Regions from separate parts of the Mus musculus genome. Here all the other regions are linked to region 2. A link is a contact called in public HiChIP or PLAC-seq and Micro-C data. All regions are on one chromosome and are shown on one strand. The core of a region is the stretch at or near the end of the contact, and the rest is flanking DNA. Distances in the headings are between cores, read along the strand shown.

Region 1 (2,865 bases), core at 202-2,701, 220 kb before region 2:
TCTGCCTCCCGAGTGCTGGGATTAGTTGTGCACCACCATCTCCACCCGGCAGATGATACACTGTTTATTTGTTCATTCATTGCCCTTTCTCAATGCCTTTCTCAATACACTGAGGGAGAACATGCCCCCCTTCACCCCCCTCCCCCGCCCCGAGGGCTTTGGGGACAGAGTCTGATTGAAAGTGAGAAAACCACCACATTCAATCACTCACTTTCGCCTACGATGCCACAATCTTGGAGAAACAAGCAACTGACTATAAGATTACCTGACCCAAAGGTGCCCACTGATGAATCCAAGCCTCATGTAAGTACCCCTGGCAGGTCACATGGGACTCAGAACCCAGGTCTGAGGGTGTGCAGAACATGCCACACACCAGCATCACCTCCTTCACCCTTGAGGAAAGTCTGATGACACACACTTGACATGGAAGGATAAGGCTCCGCATCCACTCCACTTGGCCAAGAACCTAGCAAGGCCAGCTATGCCTGTCAAATGGCCCAGCCACCCAGTCTGTTGGCAGCTGTTCCCTGTCATGCATGGGAACCAAGCAGCCACCTCTATGCTGACTCCAAACATGGAGGAGGGATATCCTCAGCTATCCAGGAGGGATAACATCTCCTTCACGGCAGAAGTAGGAGTACCAAGGAAGGCACAGGTGACAATGATACAGTATCACCTCCTCCTCAGGTGCCAATGGAGTGACAACTGTGCCCTCAAATAACGATGAAAGGACCCCTTTCCTTTAGGTAACAATGAAGGGTGACAACCGTCCACTCAGGTAGCATTAATGGAGACCTGTCCACTCAAGTAGCATAAAGGGTGACAACTATCCCCTCAAGGTAGCAACAATGGGGCCACTTATCCACACAGATAACACTAAGGGAACAACTCTCCCTGAAGGTAGCAAAGATGGTGGCACCTATCCCACCAGGTAGCAATGAAGGGTGACACCTGCCCCACCAGGTAGCAATGAAGGGTGACACCTGCCCCCTCAGGTAGCAATGATGGAGTCGTAGGTCCTACGAGGTAGCAATGATGCAGTCCCTGTACCATCAGGTAGCAATCAGGGGGGTGACACGTGTCCATTCTGATAGCTATGATGATGGCACATGTCCCCTCAGACAACAATAATAGATGACACCAGTCCACTCAGGTAGCTGCGATGGGACCACCTGTCAAGTCCAAAGAGCAATCTCGCGAGCAGCCGCTCAGCGCTGTGGCGGCGTGGGGACACCTGCGGCGGCCGCAGCCCCGCCCCCGCGTCTCTTCCTCCTCCCCTCCCTCCTCCCCTCCCCTCCCCCGCGCTCTCACCCGCGCGGCCCGCGTCAGGCTCAGGTCCTTCATGACCTCCTCGAAGGCCGCCGTCTCCTCCGCCTGCTTCTGGTTGTGCAGTGCGATCTTCTCGCTAAATTTCCGCGGATTGTTCGAAGTCGCCATCTTCTCGCCGCCTCCTCCTACTCCTACTCCTCCTCCACCTCCTGGCCCCCCCCACTCTCGGGAGCCACCGCGCAGGCGCCGGCCGGGCCCACGGCCGGAGAGAACGCGCAGGCGCAAGCACGGCCCAGAGCGTGGCGCCGGCGCGCGGGAGAGGCGTGTGGCGTTGGGGTGAACACGCCTGCGCGTGCCTGGGCAACGCGTCGGGAGCCTGGGAGGGGCGTGCCTACGCAGGCGCACTGCAGTGCGCGTGGTTCGCTGGACAGCGGTCCGGGTCCTGTCCCATCAGCGAGGGACTTGAGTGGCAGAGGACACGGCAGAACTGATGCCTGCATTCACTGGACTCCAGCATTCGCTGAGGACTTGTTGGCGCGCCTGCTGTATTCCAGGGCACAGGCATGAACAGAGTGGGCCCTGGGCTACACAGCCGGGGAAGGGAGCAGACTTCCTACCAGGAATTGAGCAGGGGTCCCAAAGTACAGTTCCTGGGCAGAGCCTGACTTGGCACACAGAAGCCGGGGTTCGGTCCCCAGCAATACACACACACACACACACACACACACACACACACACACACACACACACCACACTTATAATAAAGTTTCAAATGGGAGAAATGTGCTGCGCCTTCTAAGAAAAAAGACAGTACTGGCCATGATGGTACGACCAGCTGGAGCCAAGGGGATGGGGAATTCAAGCCACCCTTACCTGTAGAGTGAGTTCAAACCAGCCTGTGACACAGGACACGGAGAAAAAAAGACAAATGGGGGGGGGCTCTCTGGAAAGATGGAAAGATTGCTCAGAGACTAAGGGCACCTGCTGTCCTCGAGAAAGACCTGACTTTGTGATCCCATGGAATAGCTCATATGCCCTTGCAACTAAGGTTCTAGAAATCCAACGCCCTCTTCTGGCCTTGGCAAGAAGTTAAATATACACATAGCATGTGCACACACACACACACACACACACACACACACACACAGAGATACATAGATAAATGTTTTAAATTTAAAAATATTGCCAGGCAGTGGTGGCACACACCTTTAATCCCAGTATTCAGGAGGCAGAGGCAGGCAGACTTCTGAGTTCCAGGCCAGCCTAGTCTACAGAGTGAGTTCCAGGACAGCCAGGACTACAGAGAAACCCTGTCTTGAAAAAAAAGAAAGAAAGAAAAATTAGAGAGCTAAGGTCAGGCATAGTGGCACGTGCCTTTAATCCCAGCAGAGGCAGGCAGTTCTCTTTGAGTTCAAGGCCAGCCTGGTCTACAAAGCGATTACCCAGTCAGGGCTACACAGAGAAACCCTGCCTCAGAAAAAAAAAAAAGAAAAGAAAAGCAAGCAATAAATAAATAAAAACAAATAGAGCTAGAGAGAAGGCTCCGTTATGCTAGCATTTGCTGTACAGGCACACACATTAAAGTTTGGCGTGGCC
Region 2 (2,853 bases), core at 280-2,779:
ATACAGCTGGAAAGATACCTCAGTCAGTTGCCACACAGGGCCCGAGTTCAGCTCTCCAGCACCATATACCGGAGGTGAGGAGGCACAAACTTGTATTCCCAGGGCTGAGGAAGCAGAGACAGGCAGTCTGGGGCGCTATGGCCAGTTAGTCTAGCCTAACTGGCAAGCTCTAGAGCAGGGGTTCTCAGCCTTCCTAATGCTGCCATCCTCTCTTTCTTTCTCTCTTTTGCTACTTCATAACTGTAATTTTGCTATTGTTATGAATCATAATATAAAAATCTGTGTTTCCCCACAATCTGAGGTGACCCTTGTGAAAGGGTCAATTGGCCCACAAAGGGGTCGTGACTCACAGGTTGAAAAATGCTACCTCTGAATGCGTCCTAAATTGAGACACTTTCTCAAAACAGAGGTGGATGGAGCCTGAGTAATGACACCCAAGGTTAACCTCTACACACACACACACACACACACACACACACACACACACACATCTAAGAACCTGGGTTAGTGTAACTCAGGTGGTAAGAGCCTGCTGCCAGTGTTAAGAGGTTAAGAGAGAGCCACCATACCTCAGGACAGCAGGTAGAGGACACATCTTGGGGCATCTCATCATGGTGGCACATGCTGCTCACCCTATCATTTGGAAGTTTGAAGCTAAATCATCACCCTGGGTTTGTAGCCAGCCTTGGTCACAGAGTTAAGTTCCAGGTCAGCAGGATAGTGCAACAGAATGAGACTCTATCTTAATAAACCAACCAACCAAATAAACACCCCCACCCCCAGAATGCTCCAATGGATCAGGGACACTGTCGTTCACACTTGTACTGCAGGGAACAGCAGGGAGAAAGTCCCAACCTTTCTCAGTTATAAAACACCTGTAGGAGTGGGAGTTTTTCCTGGCTCACTCCCTGTGGCCTCTCAGGGCAGAGGCTAACCCGAGTGCCCTCCTCCAAGGCCTGGAAATAAGAACAGTTGGCTTCCGGGGGTGCTGGTGACAGTAGGAGCTGGTCTCTAGAGTCCCTGGGTCATTCCGGGGTCAGGTTGACTCCAGGCCCAACACCTGCCCCAAACCGGGTTGCAGGCCCCTCCAACAATACAAGGTGCCAGGAGCAGAAGCTGAGCGGATCGTATGTCACTGGGACTTTTCCTGGCCGTAAACCCGCCTTTGTCCCCGGGGTCAGCGGGTGGGGACATGCCAGAGCTCTGAAGAGGCAGGGAGGGACTGCAGTACGCGAGGTGACCTGTCTGCACCCTAGTCCCCGCGCACTCCGAACTCCCGGCCGCGTGACCCCGGACTTTCCAGGTTACCAGGACCGAACGGTGCTATCGCGGGCGGCGACAACTGCAAACCTCTGGCAACCGCGAACACTTGCCCCGCCGCCCCGGTCCAGATGCACCTACCGGTTACCACTACCGCCTTCCGCGGCTGCTCCATGGTGGAATGCACTCTCTAGGATCCTGGCTGTAGGGACTGGAGCGGACACGGACCCCCGAGCCCCGCCCGGCCGCTCGGCCCCGCCCCCTAACGCTGGGCCTGCGCGGACACGCCCCGGACACGCCCCCGACCAGCTGTACGCTCCCCTGCGCGGCCCCCCGGGTTCCGCCGAGCCCCAAGCGCACCACTACACCCTGGACCCCAACGCCCGGGCCAGGCCATTCCTAGGCCACGCCTCCTAGAAACCACACCCCTAGCCAACCCCGCCCCCAGTCTTCCAAAGACCCTCCTCCAGGTCCTGTAAGGGACCCACCACGCCCCCAAGAATCACACGCCTGGAGCTTTCCAAACTCTCAGGTCGGGGTCACGCTCCAGCCAGGTCCCAAGCTCCCAAGACACTCCCAAACCCATCCTTAAAACAACTGGGCCCAGGTCATGTACCTCCGCCTACTCCCACGCAAGTGCAGATCCTTCCAATGCCCCTCGGCCAGGCCGCAGTCCACGTTCACACCCGCGACCCATGACATCCCTGGCTCAGGCCATGCTCTCTGAAACTTCTTCCTTCTAAAATCTACTCCGCCCTGAACCCACCTAGGGCAACGACCCCGACCCCCCTTCCCTTTATGCCACTGAAAACACTGAGCTGGGCATGCATACCGGGTCTCCATCTAGGCTCCGCCCCCAGTCTACCACCGCCAGGTTCCCTGTGGCCGCAGGGCTCACAAGGTACCTGGAGCCATGCCCCGCCCCAAGTATCGACCAGCCCAGGCCATCTCCCCTGGTCCCCCTGCCTGGCCACGCCTATTCGCTGCCAGGACCCTCCCCCTACTTGAATTTTAAACGTGCCTCCAACACGTAAGTGGGCAATGGGAGTGTGCTCCGCTCCAACCTTCTCAGTCTCAGTTTCTCTTCCTGTAAGACATAGGGCGGGGGAACAATTTGATTGTGTTCACTCATCACAGTTTACAAACAAGGACACCGAGGCATGGCTCTGAGGAAGACAGAAGTGTCACTTCAGCAGAAAGCTGAGGGAGGGGCGCAGGAGGAAGAGCTTTGACTCTCTGCCAACATGGCTAACTGGAATACTTCCTTTCCTTGGCTCCAGGTTGCACCTTATTACCCCAGAGCCTTTGCTCACCTGCACATCTAGCTGTTCACTGCCCAGACTTCCTCCTCCTGCAGTCCTTCTCCGACTGTCATCTCCTTTTAAGGACGCTGTTTTTCCATCCCCTACCTGGACATCGTTTAGGCTCATCTTAAGGAGGTCCCATTTTTCTAATGTTTCATATTTTTAAAAATCTTTTTTTTTTTTTTTTTTTTTTTTTGGTGTTTTCGAGACAGGGTTTCTCTGTATAGCCCTGGCTGTCCTGGAACTCACTTTGTAGACCAGGCTGGCCTCGAACTCAGAGATCTGCCTG
Region 3 (2,700 bases), core at 86-2,585, 210 kb after region 2:
GCCTGAAACTTTCCATCCTCCTGCCTCAGCAGGATGACAGGCATGCAGCATTATGCTGGGCTCATGTTTCTCTTCTAACCCAATAAACTCCTGCTGAAACTTCAGGGCAAGGCTGGCTGGGACTAGAGGCATGGCTGCCACGCTGGGACAGGTGGATACCTCTAAGCTCCAGGCCAGCCTAGGCCATACAGAGCATCCCTCAAGAAACAAACCAGGGTGCTGGTGAGATGGCTCAGTGGTTAAGAGCACTGACTGCTCTTCCAAAGGTCCTGAGTTCAAATCCCAGCAACCACATGGTGGCTCACAACCATCCGTAACAAAAATCTGATGCCCTCTTCTGGAGTGTCTGAAGACAGCTACAGTGTACACACATATAATAAATAAATCTTGAAAGAAAGAAAGAAAGAAAGAAAGAAAGAAAGAAAGAAAGAAAGAAAGAAAGAAAGAAAGAAAGAAAGAAAGAAAGAAAGAAAGAAAGAAAGAAAGAAAGAAAGAAAGAAAGAAAGAAAGGAAGAAAGAAAGAAAGAAAGAAAGAAAGAAAGAAAGAAACCAGTTCAGGTGTAGCACCAGAGAAGGCCGACCAAGAGCTCCTGACGTTCCCAGACCGGAAATTTCTCTTTAAGGCATTTGGTGGTGGCGTTGTGGGTGTGTGGGTGTGGAGTGGGTATCCGGAGTCATTTGTATCCAGAAAGAGCCTCGGTATCTTGCCCAGGCTATCCTGGAACTCAGAATCTTCCTGACTGAATGTCTACTGTATATATGTCATTTAACAAACCATCGTCATCAGCAAGTTGGGGGCATTAAGGAGTCCGCGAGCACGGACAGCAAAGGACCCTCCTCACTAGGGACCTGATCAGATCCGCACCACCACCTCAGTTTCCGGACCTACCTAGGGTCCGAGGCCGGGCATCGTGGGCCCACGCCTGTGATTCCAGCACTTAGCAATGCTGAAGTAGGAGAATTACACTGAGTTCGAGGCAGCCTAGACTACAAAATGAGCCCAGGACTCTAAATAATCCCCTTCGAAAAGTGCCTACGTGGTTCCCCATGACTGCCAGGCCGCGCGGCAGGAGGAAAGTGACAGAAAACTCCTACTCCTCCTCCTCCAGGAAGCCCTCCCGGCTCGACCTGGGCCGGAAACTGGCTGAACTCCCCGCGAGCTTCTGCGCCTGCGCGCTGGGAGCACCCACCACCGGGCACCCCATCTCCAGTTCCGCCTTCCCGCCGGCAGGACCCCCAGGCCGAGCCGCGCCCGCCCAGCGTGCCCCGCAACCCGGCTCCGCCCGCGCCACAGCCGTTCCTACCTCTTCCCCCGGCACCGGCTCGGTCGCGTGTCAATGACGTCGCCGCGCCTGCGTACTCAACTTTCGGTGGCGCTCTACTCATGACGTTCTCGAATGCCGCCATCTTGGTAGAGTCTGTAGGAGTTTTTCTCTGAGCCAAAATACTAAACCAGTGTTGCCAGCTCTCCTTCTTTCCAAGCAAAATGTTTTCAAGAATAACACGTTATCGGCCCATCTCAGATATTGGTGAACAAAAACGGAAGATAAACGCTAAACTCCATAACGGTGACCTCACCAAGATGGCCGCTGCCCGGAGAAAAGATGGGGAGGCCGGCCCCAGCCCTGTGGCGACGGCCGGGATGTGGTTGCTGTGCCACCAGGGGGCGTCAGTGGCCCACCCGGGGTGCGGGCCTGGCTGCTCTGGGCTCTTTGTCAGGCCAATGGCTCCTCCAACTCAGGGCAAAAGTGAGAAGACATCCCTTGCCCTGTCTGAGTCGGGAAACTGAGGGTCAGACGGAGTAGAAGTTGGATTAGACTAAATGCAACCGACATGGCCGTCATGGTGTCATTCATTCCAGCACTATGGGGCCCGAAGCAGAAGGACTGACTGCAGACCTAGGCCGAAAGTGACACTATCTCAAAAATAATTGAACATAACTGAATTGCTAAATAAATCACAAGCCGGCGCGGGGCGGTGGTGGCGCACGCCTTTAATCCCAGCACTCGGGAAGCAGAGGCAGGCGGATTTCTGAGTTCGAGGCCAACCTGGTCTACAGAGAGTGAGTTCCAGGACAGCCAGGGCTACACAGAGAGATCCCAGCTGCTCGGCGTCCGCTGCTGCCCGAGTCAGCCCCCGCCTTGTTGCTGAAGCCGACTGGCACTGCTTAATCTTTTGCTTTTCTTTACTCCCCCCTCCCCTAGTTCTTTTTTGATGCTTCTGTTGCTTCATTGACGATTAACTTCATCTTAGTCTGCAATACTTAGGATTTTGTGCATCTCTGACACAGTTACTGCCACATCCGGTCATCCTTGGAGTTTCTGGAGCCGTGAATGACCCTGAACTGGTCCCCCTGCCTCATTGTCCCAGGCGCTGGAATGGCAGGCATGGCCCTGTAGGAAAGAAAGCAGAAGGTTCAGTTCGAGGAGTCTATTACTGTGAGCGGGAATGCAGAGCAGGAAAGATGGCTTTGCGGGAAGAGGCGCTGCCCCATCCTCACCCTAACAGCAGCCGGAGCTGGCTCCCCGTCCGTGTGGTGGACTTTGAGAAGCACAAAAGGAAAGGCACACAACTCTCGGCGTGGTGTTTCAGTTTGTGGACTGCTAATGTTGGCTTTCTTGGGCCTTTTGCAGGTGATCAGCCTCTGCAGTGACTGCACGGACCCCAGAGGAGGATGGCCTCCTGTTGAGCCCAGCACAC
Region 4 (2,880 bases), core at 87-2,586, 250 kb after region 2:
ATCAACTTCTGCAGGCTGACCAGTTAAGGGGGAGGAGTCAGGATTCAGGAAGGATATTGGCGCCAAAAGAGTATCCAGGAAGCTCAGACCATGGCTTGAGGACTTGGCTGATGCTACGGACTGATGGAGGAAGTTGGCTTGGGGAAGTCCTTTACAGAACGTCTGTCAGCAGCAGGCTTGATTTGGGTTCCTGATGCATCACACCAGTCCTGAATTGCCTTTGCTTGTTTTTCATTTATTTTAAAAGTCTGTCTGTCTGTCTTGTCAACACTGTGTACACCAGTGTTGGCCTTGAACTCACAAAGATCCTCTTGCCTCTGTCTCTAGAGAGATGATGAGGTTAAAGGCATGAATCTTTGTCTTTTTAAATTGTTGTTTCTTTTTGATATATGACTTGATGTAGCCTAGGCTGGACTCATATTTGTTAGGTAGTGGAGGTTGACTGTGAATGGAAGCACCTGGCTGGGCTTAGTTGTTTACTCCAGAGACAGAAGGCTCACTCTTGAGGGGAGCCAGCTGGTCCTTCTTGGGGTGAACAGCATTTCAAATACTTAACATGGAATGGCCAAAAAAGAAGTAAGATTGGACTGGGTGGTGGTGGAGCACACCTTTGAATTCAGCACTCAGGAGGCAGAAGCAGGCAGATCTCTGTGAATTTGAGGCCAGCCTGATCTAGAGAGCAAGTTCCGAGACAGCCAGGGCTACACAGAAAGACCCTGTTTCGAAAAACAAATAAACCAAGATGCAAGTTTGGGGTGAAAATGTTCCAGGTCTGAGTGGGAGCCACATAAGCAGTCTCCATCACACATAGCCCTAGTGAATCCCAAGCTGTCTACTGTCCCAACGTGTGGGAAGCTGTGGAGGCAGGAAGATCACAGTCCCAGGGTCATCTAGAGACAACCTGACTTGGTGTCAGATAGGCTTGGTGACTTTACCCCTCCAAAATGTCCTTTCTTCCAAAATGACCCGGCCCAGCACACACACCTAGCAAGCAGCTACACATCCCCAAGCTCTCTTCTGTCCAGGTTCTAACTCAGGAAGCTCGCAGGACCTAGCCGACTCTGGTTCTGTGCAGAACCCCTGTGATGGAATGAGTTTTCGGGGGACAGAGATTCTAAGCGTTGCTTAGCGGGAGAATGAATGAGGGAATGAATGAAAAATGAATGGATGAAATTTGGGAGGGATAACGGTATCTTAGTACACAGCCAGTCTCAGTCCTCTTCGGGCTCCCAAAGCCTAGCGGGCATTGACAGAGGGGTGGAGAGGAGGGGGCGCTTCCGGCCGGGGTCTCCGGTGCTTCCGGTAAGCTCCCTGAAGGGGCGTGGCCAGCGGGGCGGGGCGCTCAGAGCGTCGGGGCGGTGCGAAGATGGCGGCAGTGATGGCGGCGCCGGAGGCTGTGGAGGCGCCCAGCTCCCTACTGTTGCTGGTGGTGGGTGGCGAGTGTGGCTGCCCCGGGCTGCTGGCCTACGTCATGGAGGAGTTGGAACGAGGTCGGGTCCGTGGGGACTTGGGGCGGTGGCAGCGGGGCGGGGCGGGGCGTCCGGGGCTGGGGGTTCCGGCGCGCGGCGGGCCGGGGTCCGGGTGGGGTGCGGGGTCCCTGGACGCAACGTTCCGGGCGTGGCCTACGATCCAGACGGGCATAGGGTTGCGCACGTGCCTAGCGGCGGCCTGGACAAAACTCTGCCACACGGGTTACTGGGTCTGGGTGGGGCGCGGCAGGCTGGGATCCGCGTGGGGCACGTTAGATGTGGCGTCACATTCCGGGGATACAGGGTTCGGGGAGCGGCCTGCGGCCGGGTGGGCGCTGCGTCCCCGACTTCGGGGTTCTGGCGGTGTGCGGCCTCACTCCCACGGCCCCTCCCTTCGCCTGGCTGGCAAGTTCCCCCGGCGCCCGGGGGCCTGCTTTCCGGGGGTGCTAATTGGTGCGTGGGTGGCGCGGCCGCCCCGGGGATGCTTGGCACGAGGGGAGCTGACTCAGGCGCACCTGCCACACTGGGGCATCGAGCGCAGCAGCATCCTCTGCAATGGGGTAGCGAATGCGATGCCTATGCCTGTTACCCCTGCAGTCGTGAGCTGAGGCCAGAGGAGCACTGCAAGTTCCAGGCCAGTCTGGGCTACAAGACAACCTATTCAAAATAAGTGCTGGGATTCAGTCGATAGATCTAAAGTTGCCTGGAGTGCTTGATCATGGGCTTCATCCCCAGCATTCTTCACTTGTCATCTCAGCACCTTTGAGATGCACATCAGATAAAGGGCTTGTCCTTAACTTCATAGAGCAGTTGTATTCAGCATGGACTACGTGAGACCATGTCTCAAAAAAAAATCAAATCCCCAGAACAATGTAGAATGCCCATCGAGGTGCATGGTCCTTGGGCCTAAGTGGGACAGCCTCAGCATACAGGCTGGGCTGAACGACAGGCAGTGTCCCTTGTCTTCTGAGAAGTGCTGATGTGCTGGGGAAGAGGACTCAAAGCAAGCAAGACTTCCATGGTGTCAGGGTACTTGAGGATGCTGAAGGCCTAGAGCAGGAGTTGCCTAGAGCAGGAGTTCTCAGCCGGTGATTCATGACCCTTCTGGAGAGGGGCTGCATATCAGATATTTACAGTTTGTAACTAGTAAAATTAGTTATCAAGGAGCAACAAAAATAACTTTATGAGGCTGGAGAGGTGGCTCAGTGATTAAGAGCAAACTTTTTCCAGAGAACCTGAATGAGGTGGAAACTTAAGGGTACTTTGGAAAGTCAGTTGGATGGGGTTTTGCTGGGGGCAAATGTGAAAGAATGTTTCATTAAAATAGATAAAGATATAAAAAGCTAAGGACAGACTTGTAAAGGAACATTTCCCTGAAGCAGACACAGGAGAGAGGATTTTCTACTAAAAC
Region 5 (3,097 bases), core at 251-2,750, 180 kb before region 2:
CCCTCCGGCCTGCCTGAGGGCCAACTTTGTTCGTTATCATTAGGCCCAGTGCCCTTGGCTTCGGTTTATTCCCAAACCATTTACAGACTGAATTTCCTCCTTGATCTCACAAGGGTGGTGGCTGTCTCAGGGCAGGGGTTCCTGGCTCTGGGTTAATGTGAAAATGGAGGGTGTGAGTGCTCCCTAAGAGAGTTCCCTAAGACCGGTAGGTGCTCTTCCCCTGAGACTCCAGATCAATTCACAAAAATGTATTGCAACAGAAAGTTTTTGAGTTCAAGGTTGGCCTATGCTATACAAATCAGTCACTATCTTAAAAATAGGATGGGTAGAGGGCAGGCATATGACCCAGTAGTAGAGTCCTCACCTAGCATGCACCACAGGAATAGAGATGCATGCCTGTCATCTTGATCATTCGGGTTGAGGAAAGATAACCAGCAGTTTGATGTTATCCTCAGCTATATGGCATCTGTGAGACCAGCTATAAGATTCCTTGTCTTGAAAAACCAAAATAAAACAAATATTTAAAAATACTTGCCATCTTTATGCAAATTCCCAAGTTCAAGGAACCCACCTTCAGAGTTGACCAGGAAAAAGGGTGACCTCATTTAACTAAAAGGGGTGAACGTGGACCCAATATCTGAGGGCAAGACCTCCAATTCAAACGTTTAGAGTGAGGGGAGGGGTATTTAAACCCTATGAAGGGTGGAAGGAAGGGGGTCTTAAAGAAAGACCCTATACTCTTGAGTATCTTCTCTCACAGTGCTCAAACTCCACAAATACATCCCGACCTCTCACAGTCCCTGAGACTCCCTGGCCATCATGATGGATCTGCTGGGGCCCCCAAGGTTGCCTCAGTGTCCCCTCACGGCATGCCCAAGTCCCTTGTTCACCTATCAAGCCCCTAGACAATTTTCTGACAAATAGAACCTGTTGAGGTCTCCCAGTGGCCTCAGTGTCTCCCAGACATGTCCAGGCCCCTAGGTGACTGGCCTCAGTGTCTCCCCAGACATGTCCAGGCCCCTAGGTGACTGGCCTCAGTGTCTTCCTCAGACATGTCCAGGCTCCTAGGTGACTGGCCTCAGTGTTCCCCTCCAGACATGCCTAGGCCTCTTGTTCCCTGCCATCAGGACCTGTGGAGGTAACCAGGTGGTCTCAGTGCTCCCTTCACGAACGCCTCGGCTCCCTCCCGGGCCCCAGGGTCCTTGTGGAGCTTCCCACGTCACCTTCCCCGAACCCCTTCAGCCCCGGGCTCGCAGCTCCCAGGAAGCCGGGCCTCAGCCTGCCCTCAGGCCTACGCCATAGCTCAGGACCTTAACGACAGGGACTCGGAACGTCCACGCCCCCGGCGGCCCCGGGTCGGCCCCGCCCGAGCCAAGTGGTGCATGCCAACAGAGGCGTAGGACTCACCTGCTCGGGCGCTCGGGGCTCTGACTAGAGCCGCTGCTGCCACCGGACTCCGCCATCTTCCGCCGCGCGCCCGAGCGATGGGGCGGCGCGCTGATCGGGAGATCGGGGCCCGGGGCAGCGGGCGGAGCCGCTGAGAAGGAGGGAGGGACTCGAGTGGTGGGCGGAGCTTGGGATCAGGGGCGGGGCCTGAGGAGAGCAGGTCGGAGAAGAACATCGAGTAAGGCCAAAGAAAGTGAGGGGGAGGAGCCTGAAAGACCAGGGGCCAAAGAGGTAGGCGGGGATTGGGGCGGAGCCTTGAAGAGAAGTGGCGCTTAAAACCCTGGAGGCGTGCAATAAGAATTATAAGCATGGCCTAAGAGCGGACCTAAGGAAGATAGTACCTGAAGTGGGGGTAAGGGTTGAAGACGTCATGGCCCTCAGAAGGGAGGGGTCTGAGAAAGGTGATTCAAGCAGGACATGACCTAAAGAGGGGCGGGGCCTATGTAAAGGAGGGAAGAGACCTGTGGAAGAAAAGTTCTGTGGGAGAAAAGGTTGGCTCCAAGGTATGGTAGGGCCTGAGTTTGGAGAGGGGCGAGTCTTGGCTGTGGAGAGAGTGGCTGGAAGGCCTATGCGGGAAATGGAACCATGTTACTTCCCAACATAACCAGGAAGGGGAAGGCGGCCTGAGGGTCATTCTTGGTGTTAGATATATGCTGGACCAGAAGAAAAGTGGAGGAAGACTGGAGCCGCCCCTAGAGGAGGGAAGGAGCCCAGGATGATGATGGGAAGTGTCTAGCCCGAGAGGGGCGTGGTTAGCGGAGGGGTGAGGCAAAGGGTAGGTTGGGAGGGTCTTTTAATTAAGAGCAGAACTGCTGGGAACATATGCCTGGGATGGGAAGAGGGCCGAATCCACGTTCGGGAGGTGCCTGGGCGGGGCCAGGGCTGGGAGAAGGATCGGGACTTGGGCGGGGCTCATCATAATGAGGGGGCGGGTCTGGACTGCAAGAATGGGAGGGTTGGGGAAGAGCCTTGGTAGGAGATGTGGAACCTAAGTTGTGAAGGTCGTGCCATGAAGGGCGGGGCAAACAAGGTGTGGGCTAGGCGGCGCACAGATGTGGGCGTGGCTTATCTTTGGCAGAAGCGGGATGGCTCAGATGGCATGTTCTGATGAGTGAGGGAACAAAAGTCCCTGAGTGCACAGACCCTCTTCACTAGCATCCTGCCCCGAGCCATATCCCTTTCCCAGCCTGAACCCAACCCAACCCTCTGACTTCCAACCCTTTGCTTCAGCGTTTTCAGCATATAGTAAGCTCAGAACCTCCTACCTCAGGGCCCAATGCCACTCTCAAATCCCCATCCCTTCTGTATCTGCCCTCATACTCTAGCTCCCATTCCCGAAATCCCTGCCCACAGAGACACAAGCCAGCCTCCACACCCTCTACCTCAAGCACGCTATAGACTTGCAACCCTCAGCAATGGTTCAAAGGCCCATGTCTGTGCAAGGCTTTCCTTTTGTTAAGGTCTTCCTTTTGTTAAGACTGTGTCTCCTAGGCTGGCCTGCAACTGTGAACCCTCCTGTGTCATCACCCTTCTGAGTCCTGGAATGACAGGCATATATATCACCATGCCTGGCTGTCTTTCCTTTTTTATTATTTTCTGTCTTCTGTTCTTTCTTCCTCTCTCCCTTCCATCACTCCTCCTTGCTTAAGGC

Evidence for each region. Hi-C and Micro-C count contacts between places; a contact is called where the count stands out from the background. HiChIP or PLAC-seq counts read pairs in DNA pulled down with a chosen protein or histone mark.
Region 1: a contact with region 2 is called in a FOXA1 HiChIP or PLAC-seq map of pancreatic cancer cells. The contact joins the promoter of Crtc1 here to the promoter of Pgpep1 in region 2. A contact is called at or near these places in 1 of 115 datasets of contacts at active chromatin or transcription factors (pancreatic cancer cells) and 1 of 9 other capture datasets (pancreatic islet).
Region 3: a contact with region 2 is called in an H3K4me3 HiChIP or PLAC-seq map of embryonic stem cells, with 13 read pairs. The contact joins the promoter of Ccdc124 here to the promoter of Pgpep1 in region 2. A contact is called at or near these places in 3 of 39 promoter capture datasets (the HPC-7 cell line, cranial neural crest and pre-B cells), 3 of 484 Hi-C or Micro-C datasets (B cells, pancreatic cancer cells and peritoneal macrophages), 4 of 115 datasets of contacts at active chromatin or transcription factors (embryonic stem cells, memory CD8 T cells and pancreatic cancer cells) and 3 of 9 other capture datasets (adipose tissue, liver and pancreatic islet).
Region 4: an HNF4G HiChIP or PLAC-seq map of pancreatic cancer cells shows a contact between it and region 2. The contact joins the promoter of Map1s here to the promoter of Pgpep1 in region 2. A contact is called at or near these places in 2 of 115 datasets of contacts at active chromatin or transcription factors (embryonic stem cells and pancreatic cancer cells) and 1 of 9 other capture datasets (liver).
Region 5: a Micro-C map of embryonic stem cells shows a contact between it and region 2, with 3 times the contacts expected there. The contact joins the promoter of Klhl26 here to the promoter of Pgpep1 in region 2. A contact is called at or near these places in 2 of 39 promoter capture datasets (cranial neural crest and embryonic stem cells), 1 of 484 Hi-C or Micro-C datasets (embryonic stem cells), 2 of 115 datasets of contacts at active chromatin or transcription factors (embryonic stem cells and pancreatic cancer cells) and 2 of 9 other capture datasets (adipose tissue and pancreatic islet).

Annotation. Positions count from the first base shown.
Region 1 is chr8:70,438,122-70,440,986 of GRCm38.p6, forward strand. Crtc1 (CREB regulated transcription coactivator 1) reads right to left here and starts at 1,452. Exons shown (of 14, transcript NM_001004062.2): 1 at 1,312-1,452. The coding sequence starts at 1,437.
Region 2 is chr8:70,658,209-70,661,061 of GRCm38.p6, forward strand. It overlaps Pgpep1 (pyroglutamyl-peptidase I), which reads right to left and starts at 1,530. Exons shown (of 5, transcript NM_023217.4): 1 at 1,402-1,530. The coding sequence starts at 1,435.
Region 3 is chr8:70,872,155-70,874,854 of GRCm38.p6, forward strand. It overlaps Ccdc124 (coiled-coil domain containing 124), which reads right to left and starts at 1,336. Exons shown (of 5, transcript NM_026964.3): 1 at 1,305-1,336.
Region 4 is chr8:70,904,638-70,907,517 of GRCm38.p6, forward strand. It overlaps Map1s (microtubule-associated protein 1S), which reads left to right and starts at 1,337. Exons shown (of 7, transcript NM_173013.3): 1 at 1,337-1,490. The coding sequence starts at 1,367.
Region 5 is chr8:70,475,443-70,478,539 of GRCm38.p6, forward strand. It overlaps Klhl26 (kelch-like 26), which reads right to left and starts at 1,501. Exons shown (of 3, transcript NM_178771.3): 1 at 1,408-1,501. The coding sequence starts at 1,463.